2 separate regions of the Zea mays genome follow, and region 2 is linked to region 1. A link is a contact called in public Hi-C data. All regions are on one chromosome and are shown on one strand. The core of a region is the stretch at or near the end of the contact, and the rest is flanking DNA. Distances in the headings are between cores, read along the strand shown. Region 1 holds the start of LOC100277208. Region 2 holds the start of LOC100194399 (30S ribosomal protein S17, chloroplastic).

Evidence for each region. Hi-C and Micro-C count contacts between places; a contact is called where the count stands out from the background.
Region 2: a contact with region 1 is called in a Hi-C map of leaf, with 5 times the contacts expected there. The contact joins the promoter of LOC100194399 here to the promoter of LOC100277208 in region 1. A contact is called at or near these places in 5 of 25 Hi-C or Micro-C datasets (bundle sheath, ear, endosperm and 2 more).

The regions. Positions count from the first base shown.
Region 1 is chr1:215,808,248-215,815,682 of Zm-B73-REFERENCE-NAM-5.0, reverse strand. It overlaps LOC100277208, which reads left to right and starts at 3,932. Exons shown (of 1, transcript XM_008666409.4): 1 at 3,932-4,881. The coding sequence starts at 4,314. The coding sequence ends at 4,556.
Region 2 is chr1:216,024,563-216,031,997 of Zm-B73-REFERENCE-NAM-5.0, reverse strand. It overlaps LOC100194399 (30S ribosomal protein S17, chloroplastic), which reads left to right and starts at 3,099. Exons shown (of 2, transcript NM_001309900.1): 1 at 3,099-3,472; 2 at 6,111-6,565. The coding sequence starts at 3,311. The coding sequence ends at 6,272.

The DNA.
Region 1 (7,435 bases), core at 2,683-5,182:
GTGGACGACAGCGCGACAGGTAGCTCGGCGCCAAGATCTATGGCGCCGAGATGTGTAAACTCGGCGCCATAGCTTATGGCGCCGAGAAATGGGTCCAAAATTGCATTTAAGTTTTCTGGAGGTCTAATTGGAAATTTTTGACACAAAAAGGACTCAAAAACAAAAAATTCGGCCTGCTGCCGTCGTCGCATTAGCATCCCGCAAGGCCGAAAACCACGTCGGCACGCGTATGGCGCCTTGTGCGTGCGTGCGGGCGACCGGTACACAGGACTAAGAGCAACTTCAATAGTTGTCTAAAGAATTCTCTAAACAAGAAATTTAGAGAGTTTTTATAAAATCTCCTCTCCAACAACTCCTGAAATCAACTTGGTAAATTTGCTAAGTTGCTATTCTAGCTAATTTGGTCTCTACATGTAGCAACTAGTTTTCTACTCCCGAAAAATCCAATCATGCCATTTTTTACTTTCGCGTCTTGTTCTGGCGCGTTGGCCTCGCCGCCAGAACCCACTCGCGCCATTTTTTCTCTTCCACCTCAGGAGATCTCGTCCCTGTCGCCTGACCTCCATCCCCGCCAGCGGGGCCTGGGCTTCCCTTCCCCAACTCATCTGCCTGGCCACCTCCTCGACACCGTCCTGGCTCTCGTCGGCAAGGATTTGTACCATATTTATAGTGAGGCTCCACCTCCTCGACACCGTCCTGGCTCTCGTCGGCAAGGATTTGTACCATATTTATAGTGAGGCTGAACACGCTGTATAGTTTGATAAAGACCAAGGGTCTTCCAATTGAACGTTAAATGCATCTGCATTGTGTATTTTAAACAAAGATGCTTTAATTCAAATGGTGGTTTAACTCATTGTCTATTCCGTGTGTTTTGAATTATTTTATGTTTAGATGTGTCTAGTGAAAGTAGCACTTGTACCTCTACACTTCTAATCCTCTGTACGTATGAACAAAAACAAATGATCAATGGCTATATATATACACACGGACGGCGTGATTCAATCGAAGGCATGTGCAGGCTTCGTTCGCCAGCGCGACTGGTGCTCAACTTTGGCATGAACTTGCTGGCGGCGCAGAAACAAATAGGCACATCCAAGATTCAAAACAGTTTTAGCTTCCTATATATCAGGAACTGTTGGAGATTGATCTTTTTTACTCTTAAAGCAAATTTAGCAGCTTGGTAAATGCTTATTTGAGGAGCTATTATTTAGACAGGGCGACGTACGTACGTACGTAGGTACTAGCTCCCTCCACTTCAAAAATGATGCGTTCGTAGAATTTTAGATTTCGTTCTAAAATATGCTAGAGTGTATTTTTTGAATCTCCAATGTATTTATAGATACTTATATTTTTAATCCATAGTACGATCTAATTCTAGTTATTGTTTTTTCCCTTCATTTTTTTCTACTTTCTCTATTTTTTTCAAGTGGAATTATTATATCTTAGAGCAAACGGCTTTTTTACAAAGTTATATAATGACACGGATCGGATATGCACTTGTTCTCCCCCCCCCCCCCCCCCTCTTTTGTGGTGGTTCTTGTTCGGGTTGTGGTTGTGGTTCGGGTCCATCAACAATAACCACATCATCTTGACTCGGATTTGCAGATGTACCATTTCTATTGCTCCTGCTTACACTCTAAATAAAATACCTCTCGGCTGTTGAGGATGTACCATTTGCATTGTCATATCATCTCTGAATTAAATCCTACCACATGCTTTGAGCTCTTTTGTCCTAGCGGTTGTATCTAAACAATGTTGGCAAACAGGCCTTAGTTAGTTCAATACTTTCCGTGATTCGAAGATTGGAGTTTTTGGATAAGTCCATAAGTTCTGCTTAGGACCACAAATTTTGATACTAGTAAATTTATCGACTACAAATATTTTTTTTTGTGAATTTCATGTTATTCCTATTCGCCCTTCCACTTGGCATTTTGTTTCTTTCAATAATATGCAAGGGCAAGCTTCACTTGGATGTTATACGGATGGAAGGGTTTGTTGTCTAAACGACAAAAAGTAGCTCTTCAATGCCCCCGAAACCATTCTCAATTGTCACGCGCAAATGAAGACTGCCTCAAGTTGGTACAACTCTCATGCATTCTAGGATAGTTAAGACTATCTCCAACACAATTCCTATCCGACTCTCTATCTTACTCAATATTTTAAACTCTACTTTAAAAACAGTGCAAAACAGTACTTTGTACGGCTATTTACACAGCCTGCTGGAGATCGTACTATCTTCGGTAGGTCGTGTAAATGGTCATGTTTTCTACTGTAGATTTATACTGTTTGTTTATAGAGTGTAGTTTGAAATAAAGAGTGTGATATGAAATCTGATAGTCTAAGATATGTGCTACGCTCGTTCCTGATCTCCTGTGTCCTGTGGTGGCCTGTGTGGGCTGTGGGTAACGGTTCTAGCTATCGTTTGAGAATCGTTTCGGGCGGGTTACAGGCTATACACGGCGGGCAGCCAGCCAGCTAGCGCGATCCACAGAATTTGAAAAGATTCGGGCCTGGGCACTGCCTGTCAAGAGCATCGTGGCACTGTCTGTCCAAATTGCGAGTGGACGGCTGGAGTGACGGCACCACAGTGACCCCGGCATGCCATATCGATCGAGAACTCAGATCCCTGCTACCTCTCTCTCTCTCTACTACTACGCCAGATGCCAGCCAGGGTGCCGACATGCGAGTTCCAGGACAGAAGAAGAGTATGATTACAGTGCAGAAGCGTCGCCGTCTCCTAATAAAGCGGCGACGTTTAATCGGTCATCATCATCAGCATTCAGCGCTCTGACTTGTCAAGCTCCACGTCGTGCACTGTCACGCTCACGCCGAGAACTCCAGAAGAGAGAGAGAAGAATGCCACACGGACACGGCTGGTAAAAGACAGCCGGAGAACGCGTCCGTCAGACAGGCCGCAGAAACACGCATACCATGGGCACACGCGACAGATCTCGCAGAAGATGCATCTGAGAGCTGGCGGTGATGAATGCGATCTCTCCCTCCCCATTTATGCCCCCTCTCCTGTTTCGAATTCATCGGAGGAGAAGAGTTGAGATCGGTGTCGGCCCTCTCGATCCCCTGTTTCTGCAAAGGGGGAGCGGCGACCTGATGATGAGATGCAGATGAAGGCGCAAGAGAGACCGAGACCGAGGTGCGTAGACATATCCACAAATGTCTCGCCGTCGTTCCCGAACACCCAATACCGACAGGCAGCAGCAGCACGTGCAACAAGGATCCACTCCACTGGCACTGGCACTGGGCCGCATCCGCATGCCACCGTGGCTTCATTAACCGATCAATAATAATAAACCGATCGAATCAGATCGGGCACTGGACAGTTCTTCTCTCCAGTCTTTCTATACTGGAGATTACATTAAGGAATGGGCTCTGCTAACGTTTGGCTGCAGAGTTCTGTTACTTAGTTTGGCCCACTTGTTGCTGATAAAACCAGCTAGCTAGAAATTTACATACATACAGCTGAGCTGACCCCCTTTTTTTTATATGTGGTTGTTGAGACGACGACCAGCAATCATATATGCCATGCCAAGTGGTTCAGCTCTCGGGACGACGTGCGGCTATTCATTCGTTGCAGTGGCCATTTCGGCATCAGGTTGGATTGAGATAGACAGACCACACAGCACACACGCGAGGACAGATATCGAGCCATGGCATGGAAGAAAACAAGTGCACGAGACGTGGAGACGTCAAGCAATTATGGCCCAGTTCCTCGACCTGTCTGTCCTCTAGCCTCAACAGCCAGAGCCAACCTGCATGCTGAAACGATTGGTACGTTGATGATGATGATACGGAGAACAAGAGTAATTAGCTGCGTCAAGAGATCAGGCAGCCCATGCTATATTTGACTAGCATTGGGTGGGGGGCCGCGTGGAGGTTCTTATAGGTTTTCCTCTTTGGATTAAAGTATACTACTACTAAACAGGGGAGCGGCCACCCTAGCTACTACTACTAGCCAATAATAGCTGCGCACAGTCATAAGATATGGGCAAGTTCAGAAGGAAGGAAAAAAAACACACAAAACAAAACAAAAACTGATGGTCAGTGATAGTAGCTCCTCCAAGCATACCTCCTTACAGCTCAGTCTACATACAGCTTAGAACCTAGTTCCTCCTCTCCCACATGGCCAAGTGAAATCGCACGCGCCCCTCCTCCTCTCAGCTCAGGTTCTCACACTATAAATATGCACTCCCCCTGCGCACCACACACACCACCACAAGCCTAATACAGCTCAACACTTGCTAAAACTAGAGAGAGAGAGAGCCAGACAGACAGACAGACACAGAGAGATAGAGTCCATGGTGACACTAGCAGGAAAAGGAGGGAGAACCAGCAGAGGGATGGTGTCACTGAGGAGAAGGCGGCCGTTCCAGCTCATGGTGCTGAGGCGGCTGCGGGAGCTGAAGAAGATCGTGCCAGCGGGCGCTCGCCGCCGGAAGGCAGACGTCGACGTGGTGCTCCGGCGGACCGCCGAGTACATCTGCGCGCTGGAGCTGAAGGTGGCACTCCTCCGGAGGCTCTCTCACATGTACGGTGTGTAGCCTGTGCCGCCGGTCACCCACGCCATTGCCTGCCACCACCCCACCAAAGTAGTAGCCCCTATATATGCGATTGGTTATTGGTCACATATGGTCATATGGACGTGCGTGTGTGTGTGTGTCTAGCTAGTAGTTAAGATCTGGCTGGGAAGAAAGCCAGCCCCCGGCCCGTTGCTCCAGCTCTGAGTGCAAGAGAGAGAGAGAGAGATGCTTTCGCTGCTGGTGGCTGTGTCAATAGGCTGGAACTGGAAGTAAGAACGCATTTCATTTGTTTTCTATGCATGTGTCGGATCGGAGTGTGTGGTATGGATTTTTGTTTTTGTTTTTTGCCTAGCTCTTCAGCTCCTTGTTGTTATTATTGCTTATCATCGATCGCCTATAAGACTATATGCACTACAGACACATGAAGTAAACCACACACATTCATCTAGCTAGAGCAAACAAAGTACTAATTAAAACACATCGTCGTGTGATAATGATCATACAGGGTCATTTGGACGTACGTGTATGGGGGACATCTGTCGTATTATTATGATAATGGTCACTGCTGAGTGCTGAACACTGATTGAACTCTCTACTCATTAGAACGACGTGGACTCGTGTGTACCTAGCTACCTACCAATCAGACACTCCATAAAAAAACAATAATAAAGACAATGGCAAAAAAATATTCGACGGACAATAATCCTCCGCTCAGGATGGAAGTAGTAGGATGATTCTCACACTGCATGCAGGGACCTTGCAGATTCTGCTGCGTTAGCGGGTCGGACAAGATCGAACACAAGAGGAAATACTATTCTACATGCGGAATTATTATCAGTTTTTAAGTCTATTTCTTGTTTCTGTCAAGTCCATTTCTTCAGGTTATACGTGGTCGTAGATAGACAGACAGGCGGCAATTGTTGATATCGCGGGATCTGATCTGATCCTTTTTACCGGAGGAGAATTGAGAATATATATATTTGCTAGCTAGCACGTCACATCAACTGGTGATCTACAATCATCCTACTTGAAAAGGATGCTATGATGAAGATGTAGTACGTGCGTGCGGGAGGGGATTTAATCCATGCGTCAATGTACTGCTGACCAGATAGATAGATAGATAGATAGCAGGCAGCTAGGATACCAGAGGAAGCGTCCAAGAAGGGCATGTGCACATGCGAGACTGCTCTCTGTCCTTTTGCTCCACATCATTGGAGACCCCTGTCTCCCCTCCCACCCTATCCCCAGATTTATCTATCCTCTTGGGGTGAAACGAAAACACGCCCAAGTTTACCGAGCAGGGCAGGGAGAGCTAACGCAACAGTAGTACACTCTCCACTGAGCCCAGGCTTCCTGTCGGGGCTCTGGAGAAAAAAAAAAAAGAACACTGCAACACAGCGCGTGCCAAGCTGAGGGCGACAGTAAGATTCTGTATTTTACAGCACAGCCATGTGGGATATTCCCGCTTGGATCAGGCGGCCAGCTATGAGCTACTGCCATGCCATTTCAGCTACAGTCTGCAGGTTGCCAACGCAGCTACAGGTGCAGCTTGCCACACTGTTGCAGTTGCAGAGTGGAATTTGAAATAAAAGTGAGATATGGAGTGAAATAGAGTCTGTTTGGGATAGTTTATGTGAACAAAACATTAATACTCCCTCCTCCCCAAATCACTATCCATTTAAGCTCTTGTTTTTATTTCTATATTTACGTAGATATATGATAATAAATCTAGACATATATATACACAAAACGCATGCATCAATTGTTGTATGAATCCACTAAAAGACTAAAACAAAATTTAATTTGGGACAGAGGGAGTACATGTTTGTGATAAGTAATAGTCTACGAAGTAATATTTTTGGTTCAGATAGGTGAACTAATCAGACCGTGAGTACATGCAACGTGTCTATTGACCTGTGATACGTATGTGTGGAGTGCAAAGACAGTTCGGTGAAGATAGGGTCATACGGATTCCTATCGATGAACCTAGACCGGTGCGCTGAGATTTGGCCAAGAGACTGGAGGAACTAGTGAATATATGTGATAGGCATGAGGATATGGCGGAGCGGATTGCGCCACCGACACAGTCAAGGACTGACGAGACACATGTGTACAGTGTATAGGTCATGGAGGCATGTATGGAGTGCGCTACCTGCATCGGTTTGTGTAACACCCTAAAATTCTATTTTGGGTAAATTAGGAAAACTCAAAAAAAATGTGTTTTCAAATAAGAGATCATCGTGTTAATTGGAACATGGAGAACCACCCGGGAAAACAGTGCTACCACAAGGGTGGAATGGGACGCCCTTGGCCAAGTAATTAGGAAATAAAGGTGAGATAGGGAGTGAAATAGAGAGTCTGTTGGAGATAGTCTATGTGAACAAAAGATTAATACTCCCTCCGCCCCAAATTACTATCCATTTAAGCTCTTGTTTTTATTTCTATATTTGAATAGATGATAATAAATCTAGACATATATATATATACACACACAAAACACATACATCAATTGTTGTATGAATCCACTAAAAGACTAAAACAAAATTTCATTTGGGATAGAGGGAGTACATGTTTGTGATAAGTAATAGTCTACGAAGTAATATTTTTGGTTCAGATAGGTGAACTAATCAGACCGTGAGTACATGCAACGTGTCTATTGACCCATGATACGCAGCGTGGAGTGCAAAGACAGTGATCAACGACGAAGATAAGGTCATACAGATTCATATTGATGGACCGAGACCGGTGAAGAATGAGCGCTGAGAATTGGCCGCAAGACTAGAGGAACTAGTGAATAGTTGTGACAGATGATACCTGATGACACTGATAGGCTCATGGTGGAGCGGATTGTGCCACTAACACTGTCAAGGACTGACGGGACACATGTACATGTCATGGAG
Region 2 (7,435 bases), core at 1,850-4,349, 220 kb before region 1:
TTCCACAGGCGCGCTCCACTATAATTCACCAGACTGTCCGGTGAGACAGCGGGCAACGGCTATCTGCGCGCAACGGTCGACTGCAAAAGTACCTGACGCATGAACAGTGCACCGACAGAGTCAGAGGCGCACCGGATAGTGTCCGGTGTGGCACCGGACTGTACGGTGCCACTAGAAGACAACGACGCCAACGGTCGACTGCTCCCGAACCCTAACAGTTGGGTGACGTGGCGGCGCACCGGACAGTGAATAGGCCCTGTCCGGTGGCGCACCGGACTGTTCGGTGCGCCCATCGTCCGCAGCCTTCCCCAACGGCCACTTGGTGGTTGAGGGCTATAAATACCCCCAACCACCACAACTCAAGGCATCCAAGTCTTCTGAAGTTTTCATTCAATACAAGAGCTAGTGCATTCACTCCTAGACACAAATCAAAAGATCAAAGCCTCTCTAAGTCCTAAATTCACTCCAACCACCTAGTGACTTGAGAGAGTGTTTGTTCGTGTTCTTTTGCGCTCTTGTGCTTCAATCGCTTCCTTCCTTCCTCATTCTTGTTCCCAAGTGAATTGTAATCAAAGCAAGAGACACCTAAGTGTGTGGTGGTCCTTGCGGGGTTTAAGTGACCCGTTTGATTAAGGAGAAAGCTCACTCAGTCTAAGTGACCGTTTGAGAGAGGGAAAGGGTTGAAAGAGACCCGGTCTTTGTGACCACCTCAACGGGTACTAGGTTCTTTAGAACCGAACCTCGGTAAAAACAAATCACCGTGTTCATCCGCTATATTTCTTGGTTGATTTGTTTCCACCCTCTCTCTCGGACTCGATTTAAGTTCTAACGCTAACCCCGGTCTGTAGCTTGTGTTTTAAGTTGTAAATTTCAGATTACGCCTATTCACCCCCTCTAGGCGACTTTCAGTTCCAATCTCCTTAACTTTAGTGAGTCACTTTTAATCACTAAAATATCAATGGGATGACTAAAATATGTCTTTCAAATAGAATTTTTAGGGACTAAAGTTTAGTCCCTAAAGTTTAGAAGGGTGACTAAAGTAATCAAACACCCCCTAAATAGGCATCTAGTTTTAATTTAGTCTTATAAATAAAATCTAATATATTGATTTATGAATAATGTAGTTTACAAAAAAAACATATGCCTGTCCACGTAAACATTAATTAGTGTTGATCTTGAAGTGGCTTGTTCCACTTGAGTTATTTAAAAAATGGTTTATTCGGACTATGAGTGAAAATGGTAACAATAATTTTTGATTACCGGAAATCGTTTGAAATTTTACCTAAATTTAGGACTAAACGGAAATGGAAACAGTTACCGAAAATACGGAAACGAAATCGGTACAAAAAACTCGAAAACGGAAACGAAAGCGATTTGAGTCTCTTCCGCCCGTTTTCGAAAATTACTGTATTTATTCGATATTTTATCGTTTGTAATGAATTCAATATTTTTTTATAGAAAAACATTAAATTTGAACTGATCTTTATAAATTCATAAAAGATTCATCCGTGCTTTGAAAAATATGAAACAAATTTTATTATTTTGTCTAAAATCAAGGTCTATCTAATGTTATGTAGTTTAGATTTGTTCGAATCTTTTATGGATCTTATTTATAGTTTCTTTTCAATTACTACTCTTGATACATATATTCATGATTTGCACGATGACCTCAGAAGGACTAGGACGATACCAATTATGTTGACTTTCTAACTATATGTATGTGTGGACAATGCTTGCCACTTGTATTGTGAAGTATTGTTTTAATATTTTTGTGAGATCTATTCTCGCAATATTTTTTTTCTCCTTTTGGACTCAACCACAAAGGATTCGTTTAAACCAATTAACAAACTCTTGCTTCGATTTTCTGGGGTACCTTTCAAGTGTACCAATAAATACTTTGTTAGTAAGGAATCAAATGTTGGAGAATTCTTTTCTAATAGATACTCGAATGAAAAATTTGATACCACAGTCCTTGCAACTCCCCTTGTCGGATCCTTATTAAAAGCTCCATTTTGTACTGGATTGGGGCATCCTATTAGTAAACCCGTTTGGACTGATTTATCAGATTGGGATATTCTTGATCGTTTTGTCTTCTAGAGGATTTCAAAGACGATTATTTTATTTACGGAGTTGGTTACAAAATATCCATCTCTCAAACTGGATTTACGGAGATGGTCAAAATTAGTACATCTCCCAAAATCTATTAAGGTGGTGTGACTATTCAAACTAAAATCTATTTTCTAATTGGTTCGCACATATTGTTGTATGGGATCGATCAAGTCGTATACTTACATGGCTACTGTCATGTTCTATTGTTTGATATGTTTATCATTATCATTTTAAAATAATAGTTTTGGTAATTTTCGATCGTTATCGATTCATATACTTACATGTTATCGATTCATATACTTACATGGTTACTGTCATGTTCTATTGTTTGATATGTTAATCATTATCATTTCAAAAATAATCGTTTTGGTAATTTTCGATCGTTATCGATGCAATTTCGATCATATACTTTTGTTATCGACATTATCAAAATATCGATGTCGTTTTCGTTTTCGATAATATCGTATCGTTTTTTATACCGTCAAAATAATTTGAAAGTGAAAGTGGTGGAGCCTTTTTCCGATCGTTTGCTATCGTTTTCAGCCTTAGATCAGACGACCTGTTAAACACACGGCAACGACTGCTATGCAAGCAGCCTTCTTTGCAAGCGTGCAAGCAAATTATCTGGTTCATTAGATCGTGATCCAACCGTAGGTCACATTTAACACTTAAACCCTTCCACCACCAGCTCAATAATCTTTATAAAAAACACTCTAACAAACCATGGTTGTATTTGTAATTGAATCGTAATTTAATGGACCAGATGGTTTGCTTGCACGTTTGTAAAGAAGGACTGCTTGCATAATAATTGTTGCCTAAACACATACCCGCCGCTACGGCCTATTACTGAGATGATAAATCTAAATACTTCTTTATAATCTGTTAGGACCATAAATTATTTTTAGTTTAAAAATAAATAAAAATAGTATCCAATTCTAATTCCTAAATTTTATACAGCGCATTGTCAGAGGCCCTCCTGAGCTGAGTCCCTTCCCTTTCCCCCGGTCCAGTGGCGGACGCCCTAGCCAGGCACCACAGGCCACAGCCTGGGCTGCCCCACTGCCCCTGTCGCCGTCGGGCAAGCGCCGTCCAACCTGTGCGTCACCGCCTCCGCCTTCAGTTTCGCCTCCAGCAGGGGCGCCGCGTGGGGTATTCGGTTCGTCGTCGAGGAGAGAGAGTCACTTCTGCCGAGGGAGCAGGGATGGAGCCGGTCGTGGGGATCGTGGTGTCAAACAAGATGCAGAAGTCGGTGGTGGTTGCGGTGGACCGCCTCTTCCACTATAAGATGTACAACCGCTATGTCAAGCGCACCTCTAAGTTCATGGCACACGACGAGGCTGACTCCTGCAACATTGGCGACCGGGTCGGTAATTATTGCTGCATCGTCGTATCCGCCCCTTCCTCGTTCTGATGCTGTAAGGCTGTGAAAATTGGCGATGCTTAGACTGGTGTCAATTTGTTATTGGATAGTCCTAATTGTTAGCTACTCGGCGCCTGGGGTTTTTGGGTAGGCGAACTATTTTTTTAGAGTTCCGCATCTCTAGCATCGCACTCGGGAATTAGGACCAAGCGTTAAAGAGCGTTTACAGACCAGCTAGCACTAGGCAAGGCTTAATTTCAGGCACCCACACATAAGTTTAAGCAGTTTTACGGACAACGGTACCAAGCAAGGCCTCAGAGTTTTTACACCTGGATGCTGAAAAAGACACTGCTGAAGCCATTTGTAGCTTCTCGCACTTCGATTTCAGAAGGACGGTAGCTGCATATCAGCTATCCACTTCATGTCGATCTCCCTCTGTCCATGAATTAGGCACTAGCAAGAAAAATCCTCTTTAGCCTTGTCGCCAACCCCTCGATCCTTTGTAGTGAGCTCTGGCCTTGTAGTCCAACTAATTGGTCACGCGGAAGTTGCATTTTCACACCCTTTTGCAAATTTTTGGATAGATACATCAGTGGTAAATGAAAAAAAAATCGGATGGGTGAATAATGGCATTTCAATTGTTAGGTACTCTTAGGCCTAGATTAGTTGGAAATCACATGGTATCTATCTTTTTTCGATAAAGGAAGCTTTATTGAATTTTCAAGTCCATACATCGAGATGATTGTCTTGAAAACACTTCCGGCTCTGCATATCAGGATGCACACAACCTAAAAAGAAAAGGAAAAAAAAACGACATGGTAGACCTCAAGCACTAATGACAGTTGATCCTAAGGCTAGACTGCCACCCATACGCCTGGGTAAAAATGTCCTTGGCCACTAGCGTCAAGTGTTTAAAAGAGCTGAATTACGTTCAGTTATATATTGGATGCATGTGGTTGCTATTGTTACTATGTGTCAGTGTTCAGTGATCTCTCTACTGCAGGCTTGACGTTTTGAATGAGGTCTGACAGGAGTCATCCACTCTAAGGTCGCTGAGGATGACACCTGATTTTGCAGGATTAATCAGTGTCCTCATAAGTGCTAGATATACATCGGCTGATGCTGCTTAGGGCTACATGGTGGTTTGGTGCTAGGCGGGTGGCACCGGGGATGACACCTTAATTTGTAGGTTTAATTAGTGTTCTCATACGTGCTAGACATACACTGAATGGTGTCTAACCACTGCTTAGATGGGCTACATGGTGGTTTGATGCTAGGCTGGTTTCTACTAGTAGCTGACTCTTGAAAAATTACACTAGTGCACTAAATTGACTAGTAATCTGATAATGCCAGAATATAACTACTATGAACACACACGAACCCAACACATGCATACCTCACACACATCTAGATTTAATAACTATACTCAGATAGAATAGAATACCACATTCCTGGACAGATCACCATAACCATTCCAACCCCTGGTAGGTTGGGCGCATTTTATTCCCATTGTGGCACCACAGGAGAGTGACTGCAGATGTTTTACTTCTTTATTTTGTGTGTGTGTGCACGCCTGTGTGTGTGGGAGGTCAGATTTGTATTCAACCTGCTTGCAACCCGCTGAGTGAGCCATCCAAGGTGGAGGTCATCCCCTGAAGCTGGCTCTTAATGGAGAAAGGAAAACCTAATCTAAACACCATTTTTTTTCAAGTCGTCTAGTCAGGCCTAGTCATGTAGTTACCGACCAGTCGATTAGTCGTCGACCAGATCAACTAATCGAGCCTAGTCGAGTTAGTTGTCATGAAACTAATGATCTCCATGCACTACCACAGAAGCTGAGAAACGAAGATATTCATCAGTTGAACGTGGATATCCAGATTTGTAAAAAATGCTTAATTGACATTTTTGTTAAAACTCAAAATCCTGGTTTTGTGGAAACCATAGTTTTTTTGTATATGCAAATTGGTTGGAGTTTCCAAACAAAGCTTTTGTGGTTGTTAGGCTAAATCCTTTTAGGAAATCTGGTTTTCACTAAAATGAATTTTCTAGGCATTTTGAGGTTTGAGAATTTTTAGGAGGAAATTGGTTGCTCCTTGTTCTTTATATTATGTTGATGAGATTATGGTAGAACTATGGATCCTACCAGGAAGATTGCGCAGGTTGTAGGGTGGGGATTGGGCTCGAGAAGGGCGGCGGCGCTGGGGCGCTGTCGTGACCCTGGCTGGGTCGCGCGCAGGGAGAAGATTCCAGGAGACTCTGGCTTCATCTGGGAAGCCAGAATAAATTGGTATTCTGCTTGCCTTTATTCAAGTGTTTACAGATCTATATATAGAGCTTTTCTCAAGTCTATCTACTAGCTTTGGATAAGTATAACTATCTAGATAGAGATAGAGCTGATCTATTGGGCCTTGGGCCCATCTGGCGCCCCCCTCTAGCCAGCCTTGGCCCTATTGCGCCTAACATAGGTCTGGCCATACATAACAGATTAACTATTTGCATTGCATCTAAGACTCCCTAGTCTCTTTATCTGTTTATTGGGAGCTAGCGTTCCTTTGAACTAAGGTTCTGTTGAAGTCCATTCACGATAAATTAGTTTTCCTCTCAGAACTCTTTTTATGATGGCTGTATACTGTTCTTTCAGGTTAGGCTGGACCCTTCTAGGCCCTTGAGCAGATATAAGCACTGGGTTGTTGCTGAAATTCTTCGCAGAGCTAAGGTATATGTTCCACCAGCTGCAACAGCGTCCAGTCAGTCCAGTGAACATAATAGCAAATCTCAAAAGGCTGGTGTTGCTACCAAATGATCCATATGCAGTTACTCAAGCAAGATGCAGCTATGGCTTTTTTTCTTCTTCTGTATGTTTGTTTGGAATGTGGATGCCATGTTTAGCCATGGAAGAAAAAATAGCACGCAGCCACCATCTTCGCTTAATTTAGTTTGTTCTCCTGTGGTGTCCTCCCTTTAATGGTAGCCATCGAGGATATAATTACCATATTCAACAAGACCAGTGGATACTATATCGGCAGTTGTCTTTGTATTTGCATGCATGGTTGGCAGGTGTCTAATACTGCTGAAATGAGCAGGCGGAAAGATCCGAAGAGTAAAGGGTTGTTTGGTTCTTGGCTACCTGTCTTTAAACTTTAAGGTTAATAAGTCAAATTGAAGAACTAACCTTAGATAGAAAAATTTAGTTGAACTATAACAAATTAGACACCACACCAAACAGGCCCTAAAATGCTGATAATAATCTATATGAACTGGTTGTCTTTGCCGTGTTCATATTCGTACTATCAGGTGGATGAATCGTTTTCTGTGCTGTTTGCTGCATACTCGTAAATTCATGGTGATGTGCAATCAAGATTCGGAAAGTAGACCTCGATTTCATGTCGGATTGGGCTTTTGTTAAGCCGAAGTACATCTGATACTTCCGGTGCAGTTTGTACGTCCCAATTAACAATTTCTCTGAACCAGGAACAAAGTAGGTATCGTTCTTAGGTAGTATTTTCAAATGGTACTACTCAAATATTTATCGCCCGTTAGTTTAACTGATATGAATAACATACGACGGTGGAAGTAATTAAATAATGACATACCTCAGTTTTCAATTCACCACTCTACCAGACTACCACCTCTTAAAAGCTAGAACACAGTACAATGAACACATTCCTTGTGAAAATTATTACATAAATATTAGTCTCCATGTCGAACTATACATTAATATAGATGTTTGCATTAATAGGTATTTTATACATTGACAATCACCTTATTCTCCTTCTTGAGGTCTCTATTATTTTATAGTACAGTACATGCATGCGCACATAATGGATTATACTCACAAACACAAATATTGGTAGCGCTAGCCGAAACACACGACTACAGAAGAACTAACATGTGCACCGCATCCTCCAACCCAAGGTCGCTTCACGGCTCACTTGCCGTGCCCACTGCCAGCGTAAGAGCCAGCAC